Regions from separate parts of the Mus musculus genome. Here region 1 is linked to region 2. The links are chromatin contacts, called in public Hi-C maps. All regions are on one chromosome and are shown on one strand. Each heading gives the region's core, a stretch centred on a gene start, on an enhancer-like site or on the middle of the called end of the contact. The rest is flanking DNA. Distances are from core to core; before and after follow the strand shown.

The links. Hi-C and Micro-C count contacts between places; a contact is called where the count stands out from the background.
Region 1: a Hi-C map of the N1E-115 cell line shows a contact between it and region 2, with 2.5 times the contacts expected there. The contact joins two enhancer-like sites. A contact is called at or near these places in 9 of 484 Hi-C or Micro-C datasets (the AML12 cell line, the HPC-7 cell line, the N1E-115 cell line and 5 more), 8 of 115 datasets of contacts at active chromatin or transcription factors (the HPC-7 cell line, bone marrow-derived macrophages, embryonic basal ganglia and 5 more) and 1 of 9 other capture datasets (embryonic stem cells).

What each region holds. Positions count from the first base shown.
Region 1 is chr4:134,667,996-134,671,512 of GRCm38.p6, reverse strand. All of the region lies in intron 1 of Man1c1 (mannosidase, alpha, class 1C, member 1), which reads left to right. Among named protein-coding and RNA genes, the nearest start is that of Man1c1, 35 kb to the left of the region's middle. Within about 2 kb of position 1,357, at least 26 of the 459 cell types and tissues checked have an H3K27ac peak or open chromatin away from gene starts, as enhancers often do. A contact at or near this core is called in the N1E-115 cell line, where this site is marked.
Region 2 is chr4:134,576,617-134,580,303 of GRCm38.p6, reverse strand. Man1c1 (mannosidase, alpha, class 1C, member 1) reads left to right here. Exons shown (of 12, transcript NM_207237.3): 7 at 1,925-2,018. Among named protein-coding and RNA genes, the nearest start is that of Mir6403, 11 kb to the right of the region's middle. Within about 2 kb of position 1,708, at least 43 of the 459 cell types and tissues checked have an H3K27ac peak or open chromatin away from gene starts, as enhancers often do. A contact at or near this core is called in the N1E-115 cell line, where this site is marked.

The sequences.
Region 1 (3,517 bases), core at 108-2,607, 92 kb before region 2:
CCTCTGTTTCTCTTGGGTGATGGTTTGATTTCAGGAGGAAGGGAAATCTTGTCCTTGAGCGTGACAGTGTAGGGTGGTGTCCCCGGGGCTGCAGACGGGACAGAGTCCAAACTGTCAGTGGGGTATCCTCTGCAGCGGCTGCCTCTTTGGAGACCACAGAAGTGGCGTTCTGACACCGAGACAGATGTTGGAGCGGAGTCATCGTGTCTCTTCCTTATTTCCTTACGGAAGTATTTGTGGGACTCGAGCGATGGCTCAGTGGTGTAGAGTACGTGCTTCTGTCGTGGAGGATCCAGGTTTGACTCTCAGGAACTACATGGCCACTCACAAGTCCGTAACTCTTATCCCGGGGGATCCGACACACTCTTCTGACCTCTGCATGCGTATGGAGCGAGTACACACGGGGAGACAAAACACTCATGCGCATAAAAGAAAAATAAATACAAGCCTTTAAAGAAGAAATCATTTGTATGTCTGTGTGCAGGTACACGTGTGTGTACACGTATGTGGGCATCAGGTCAGCTTGATGGACACTTAGTTTTCCCCCTGAGGAAGCGTCTCTGTCGGTTTGGGATCCACCGGTTAGGTCAGGCTGGTCAGCAGGTGGGTCTCGGGGACAGACCTGTCTCCACTCTCCAGCACAGCTGGTGTTTTCCATGGCTTCTGGGAATGAAACTCAGACCTCCGTGCTTGCGTGGCAAGCCTTTCACATGCCAGCTTTAGGAAGAATGTTTATTGACACGTACTATTTCCAGAATGTATGGGGTATGGTATCATCACCTGACACAGATAATATATAATTGGACATAATAGATACAATGACCAAGTCAAGTCTTTTTAGAAGATATCGTTTTAATAAAGGAAGCACTCTACCTGTGAGCTACATTGCCTGAAAGATGCCATTCTGTCATCTGTCTGCAGGTCCCTTGGTCCCCTGCCTCAGGCTACCCCCTTAGTAATGCCTTGAAGTGTTAGCTGTGCTCCTGGCTTCAACGTGAAGTGGTCAGCTTTTGCGTTAGCGACGCTGGACGCCTCAGCCTGAGCGATTCCTTCCGGTGGTCTCCACCCTCTGTTGCGTGCTCCGAGTGCCGTGCCCTCAGTAGGCCGAGCTTAATTGCAGAGATTCATTTGAAAATGCTCTCAGAAGTAAACTTGAAAAGGCCCGAGTTCCAGCACGCCCGTGCTGGCATCTTGCTGTCTGTCTTCAGTTTGCTGGGCACAGGGAGTCACGGAGTTAAGAGGAAGAGATAGTTGAAAGGAAAGGTCACCTGTCCGGGCCCTGCCCCGGGAGGCCTGCAGTCTGGCATGGTGGCGCCTTCCTTTCTTAGCCTGAGGCGCTTTGGTGACTCATCTGAAGCAGCAATTTATGTTCTTTTCCTTCTTTACCAAGAGATAATTTCCTCCCCATCTGCCACTTTAAGGCTCAAGGCCTCCGTTTCCTGTGCTGAGAACATAGTGGCCTGTTGTCCCTTAGCTCTGTTCATGTCCTTTGGGGCTTGGGTTTGGGGGTGGGGAGAGGTTTCTGTCTGATGGACGCACAGCAACCAGATTGCATTATCCAGAGCCCTGGACAGGTGGGAAAGGTGGGATCGGGAGCGTGGGCCCCGTGGCTCACGGGCTTTGTCAGTGGTGACTTCTGTCAGTCACCACAGCTCCCTCATCCTTTTCTCCGCCATAAGTGTAATGAGACAGGCAACCGGCACCCTGAGGTGATGTCTGGGGACTCCAGCTCCAAGCTGAAGCAAATTGCAGTGAGCAGAAGTCGGTGACCGACCGCACAGCTTGCCCTGCAGGCTGGACAGCTGTCAGCTTCAGGGCCCTCTCATCTGGGCAGGGGCGGGGTTACAGCCGGGCATCTATGTATGTAACACTGCCTCCTGGGGTCTTGGCAGTTGTAAAAATGAGACTGGACCCTAGCTGTCTTAGGCACTACTGGTCATACCCTGGGTGGTCTAAACCACATTGAGTTAGCCAGCCTGAGACTTAGTGACAGGGTGAGTCCTTCCTCTAAGTTTTCATCTTCATGGTGACTCAGGAGACAGGGGTGGCTTTCCTGTGCTGGAAACTGAGGCCTAGAGGTGGAAAGTAACACAGCTGGAAAGTGGCCACTCCAGGGTGGGGACAGAGAGTGGGCATGCTGCCTGTGAGGGCTAGGTGTCCAGGCTGTGGACTCAGGACCCAGGAGAGTGAGGAGGACCCGGGCTTCATGGGAACAGAAAGCCAGTGTACAGAGACAACTTCCGGCTCACCCAAACTCCCCCTAATCCCCAATTCCATCTCTTCTTGGAGGTTCCTCTCAGCTGCCCAAGGGACCGGGTTTTCATTCTTTCCTTTGGTCTTCACAATAATCTCAGAATTTCTCTTCTTTGCAGATGAGGGCGGGAGGCAGGGAAGGTACTCTGTCTAAGATGCCGTAGTAACCGCTGAGGTTTCGGGGTCTGGAGTCTGCTGGTTTCTGTCCCACACCATGTGTTTTCCAGGCTGGGCTTTCTGTGTTCCAGATATCTCAGGCTCAACTGCCTTGTGAGATGGGCTCTGGGCCCTGATTTGTATGTCCCTGTGGCCTCCCCAGGCACAATCCACACCTCTCCACTCCATAGCACCTCTCACTCACCGAGGCTGCTCCACAGCCTGTTCAGCTCCGTGAGAAGCCAAGAGATTGCCAGGTTATCTGCAGCCTGTGTCTCTTCAGGCCAGGCCAGCAGGAGAAGCAGAAGAATGGGCTGCCGACTCTTCCTTCCCAGCAGGTCTGAGCCCGAGCAGGGAAAGGTTGGGAGGAGCAGGGGGCTGTGGACCCTGGGCATCCTCATCCCTACCACCTGACTGAAAGACTTGGACAGTGTGTCTGTCACCCGCTTGCCCTGGCTGTTCCCTAATTTAAGTTCACTGGTACCAGCCGGGATGTGGAAGGGACAGAAGATGAGGATGGAGGTGGGAGGGGGCAGTGGGGAAAGGCAGGAACAGCTCTTCTTGCTGAGCCAGCGTCCGGGGCACCCGGGGCAGCTTTCAAAGTCGTGATTCTTCTGTGTCAGACTGCTTGTCTCCAGGGCTGCCTCTCAGGGCCTGCCAGAGTCACTCTAGCTCGTGGTCCCTGCACCCTGGCTCTGTCCCCACCCTGACCTCAGATCTCGAAAATGTTCAATGATACCTCATTCTGACAGGGCTGGGAATGAGCCTGGTACCCCACTCTGACAGGGCTGGAAGGGAGGCTGGTACCCAACTCTGGAGGTGAGACTGGCCTGCCTGGCTAGTGCAGCCAGGGACTAATGGGACCCAGAGCTGACGGGAGAGGGTGGGAATTTTTTAAAATTAAAATATAATTATGGGGGTTGGATCGATGGCTCAGCTACTGAGAACACTGGTTTGATTCCTAGTACCCACACGGCAGCTCACAACTATTTGTAACTCCAGTTCTAGAGGATCTGACAACCTCTTCTAGTCCCTATGGGCGCCATACATTCAAATGGTGCACAGACATACATTCAGGCAAAACACATACACATAAAATGAAAATCTA
Region 2 (3,687 bases), core at 459-2,958:
TGCTCTCCAGAAGGGGCTACAGTCCTGGGCAATCCACAAGCGAACATCTGGATTCAGATTTAATCCTGAATCCAAAAGAAGTCAGTGTACACATAAGCCCCTTCCAGACCCCTCTAAGAACAACCTTTGGGGTCCCACTGTCCCTCTGAAATGGCCACACACTGTCTTGGGCCACCAGCTGTTCTCCGAGCATATCCACCACCACGCCAAGCAGCTGGAAGGAAGCCTTTGCTTGCCCCAGGCCCTGGAGTCTGCACATTCATATGATGCCCAGTGTTCCTTAATACTAGATTTGGGGCCACTGTGTCCTCTGTGTGGGAATCCATCAGGACAGAGACATCAGGACAAGCTTCCTGCCCCCTTGATTGGTGCCTCTGACCTGCCTCTTGCCCCTACCCTTACCTATCCAGGGTATGGCCACTCAGATGAGTCTAACCACACTGCCCAATGCCATGCTCTCTGACCCTAAGCCAGCTCTGGCTTTCTGTTCACACTACCCGCCAGATGGACTTCCCTGGGACGCCCTGGCCAGCTCAGGAAAAGGTTCCCCAAGAGTGCACACTGGCCCGTACCATGTGCTGGGCAGGTTTTATCTTAAGCCCCAGCGAGGGAAGGGGGGTGGCAGCGGTGGGGGAGGGGGATGGCAGTGGTGGGGGGAGGGGTGTTTTCTGCCAACCCAATCTAACTGAGGGTGGAATGAGATCCAGAGAGGCTGAATCACCTGCCCCGGGGCAGCCAGCTTGTGAGTGATAAAACTGAGAACCGGGCCGGGAACTCTTCAGCCTCTCTCTTCCCTGGCCCACAGCTGGCTACAGGCTGCAGCTCCAGACTCCCAGTCCCTCCATCGCTCTCCATTTGCATACTTCAGCTATTTTCGTCCCCCCCTAGTCACGCCTCCCGCAGAGGCGATTATTAGCAGTCAAAGTTTTACAGCACCCTGCCCCCTCCTGGAGAGCTAATATAGCCTGCTTCCCTGGGTCCCACCAGGACAGGGGAGCATAAGACGATTGGCACAGAGAATCTTCCTGTCCCTCTCCTGGTCTATGCTGCCTTAAAGGGACCCGAGGTCCAATGAGGCAAAGCCAAGCGCCTCTGAGGTAAAGGAAGACTGACGATGACGCTGAGGGCTCAACCTCTCAGCTGCCCCTTTGTGCCAGTTTATCTGTGGGGTGGGCGGGGGGCAGTGTGGCTCTCCCAGAGAGTCCAGTTCTAGTGGACATCAGGGAAAAGTTCTCCATTGCACCTCCGGCCACGTGCAATCCTGGAGGCTGCAAGCCCAGCCTCTGCCGTGTGCTTGCCTAGCTCTCTGCGTCTGTATTGGACTCAAGGGCTGTTCCATGCAGGACAAGGAATACAGAGAGTCCAAGGACTCGGAACGACCTGGTTCGTGCCCCAGCTCTCTGCTAACTTACATGGGCTGGGCTGGGGCTCCATCAGTGGTGTTTGCCTAGCATACGCGAAGCCCTGGGTTTGATCCAGAGCAGTCATAAGTAGGACGTGGTCATACACGTCTATGACCCCAACACTCAGGGTGGAGGCGGAAGATTAAGAGGTCAAGGTCAACTTGAGCTACATGAGACCCTGTCTTTAAAAGAAGGAAATGTAGCTAACAAGATAGCTACCGCCACTCATCTGAAACTCCTCCCCCAGAGTGGTCTGCAGGGGAGGTACTGGCAGGTAGCCAGCCCAGGATAGGGCTGTTGCAGGCAGAGCAGTCAGCAAAGGGATGGTGAGTCAGGCTGCACTTGGCTCCATCCCACCATGCTCTGTGTGCAGGCACAGAACCTGGGGCTCTTTTCACTGTCTCCCCCACAACCAGAAAGCTTTAACCCCCATATGCATCTGAAAACTATGTGTGTTATCCTCGTGGGTGGAGAATCGATGACTTCTTCAGGAAAGTGACTGCGCCTGGTGTCTCTCACAGGTCAAACATATCCGCAAGGTCCTCAGGGAGATTGACAAACCCTTCGGTCTCTACCCCAACTTCCTCAGCCCCACGAGTGGAAACTGGGTGCAGCGTAAGTACTGGCCCTGTGGCTTCTCCTCCCGTGGGTTCCCATTCGGGCTTCCTGAATCCTAGCAGGCTCCGGCTGAGAGCCGGGGTCGGGCACCAGCTCTGGATTCACCAGCCTGGACATGCCAGCACCTACCTACCTACATGTGTGCCCAACTCTTCCCAGCCGCCTTAGCATCCATCTCTCTCAGCAGCCCTGCACCCTCCTCCATTATCCAGACTTGCAGGAATGTCCCACTTAAGGCCATCATTCAGAAGTGACTGCAGGAAAGGGCCCGGGGAGCTCCCCCCACCCCTTTGATCTGGTTCCCACCTCCAGCTTTGATTGAGATAAAATTTTAGGTGGGGACAAACTAGGCAGTGATCTAAAAATCACTTACCACTATATTTTAACTTCCTTGAATCAGTCCTGGGCGTTTTCAATTTAAAGAATTAGCCCAGGCTATTCTGGAACTCCATCTTTAGATTAGGCTGGCCTTGAACTCAAAGATCTGCCTTCCTGCCTCTGCCTCTGCCTCTTGAATGCTGGGATCAAAGGCATGCACCACCACAGCCCTACTGTTTAAAGACTTTTTGAGATAAGGTCTTCAGGTAGCCCAGGCTGGCTTTGAGTCCTCCTGCCTCCACACCCCAAGTGCTGAGATGATGGGTGTGTGGCTTCACACCTTGCAACTTTGTCAAACACCTGTGGGGCTTCCCCCAAGTCCTAGCCACAGATAGAGTGGGACTGGACGGAGAGTTGACCAGGCCCGCAGAGCCTGCTGAGCTTACTGTGGAAGAGCCAGGCTCTGGGAGAGTGTCAAAGGCTCAGCCATGTGGTCAGTCAGCAGGAACTGCACTTTCAGGCTCTGTGTGTGTGTGTGTGTGTGTGTGTGTGTGTGTGTGTGTGTGTGTGTGTGTGTGTGTTATATCATTTGCAACCTCAGAAATGACAGATGAAGGGGAAAGAGTTAGGGCCACAGCTCAGGCCACCCAGCCTCTGCTCCTGCCTGCTTCCCAGACTCTCCACACCTGGCTTCAGCCTCTCAGGAGACCCAACTCCTCCTACAGCTTAGATCTACCCAGGGTAATCCACTGGGCTCCAAACACACACACAGATATACACAACAAAGATCCATACATATACACAACACACAGCACACTTATATACATACACACAGCCATATGCCATATAGACCCACACATATGCACAAACACACCACACATATACACACACACCAGACACAAAGATATAAACCACACAGTCCTACACAAACACATGCCACAGCATACACATGGACATACATCACACAGACCCATGCATGCACACATGCACAAGTACACAGACATAAGCCACACAGACCCACACACATATATACAGACATACTGCACCTACGCACCACATACAAACGCACACCACACAGACACATGCATACACAAAAACACAGGCGCAAAACAACACATACACTGTATAAAAGCACACACAAAAATACACATACATGCCAACAATATACATGTCACACAAACACCACATAGCTGCAGCAGGGGCCCACCATCCCCAGACAGAGAGGACCTCAACCCTCCCTTTCAGCTCCCACTGCCTTGACCCACACAAACCAACTTGGTTTCCTGAGGAGCTCTGTGACTCGGTCTGAACTCGGGTCTGAACTCTTGCTCCCTTTCCCCAGCCTCTT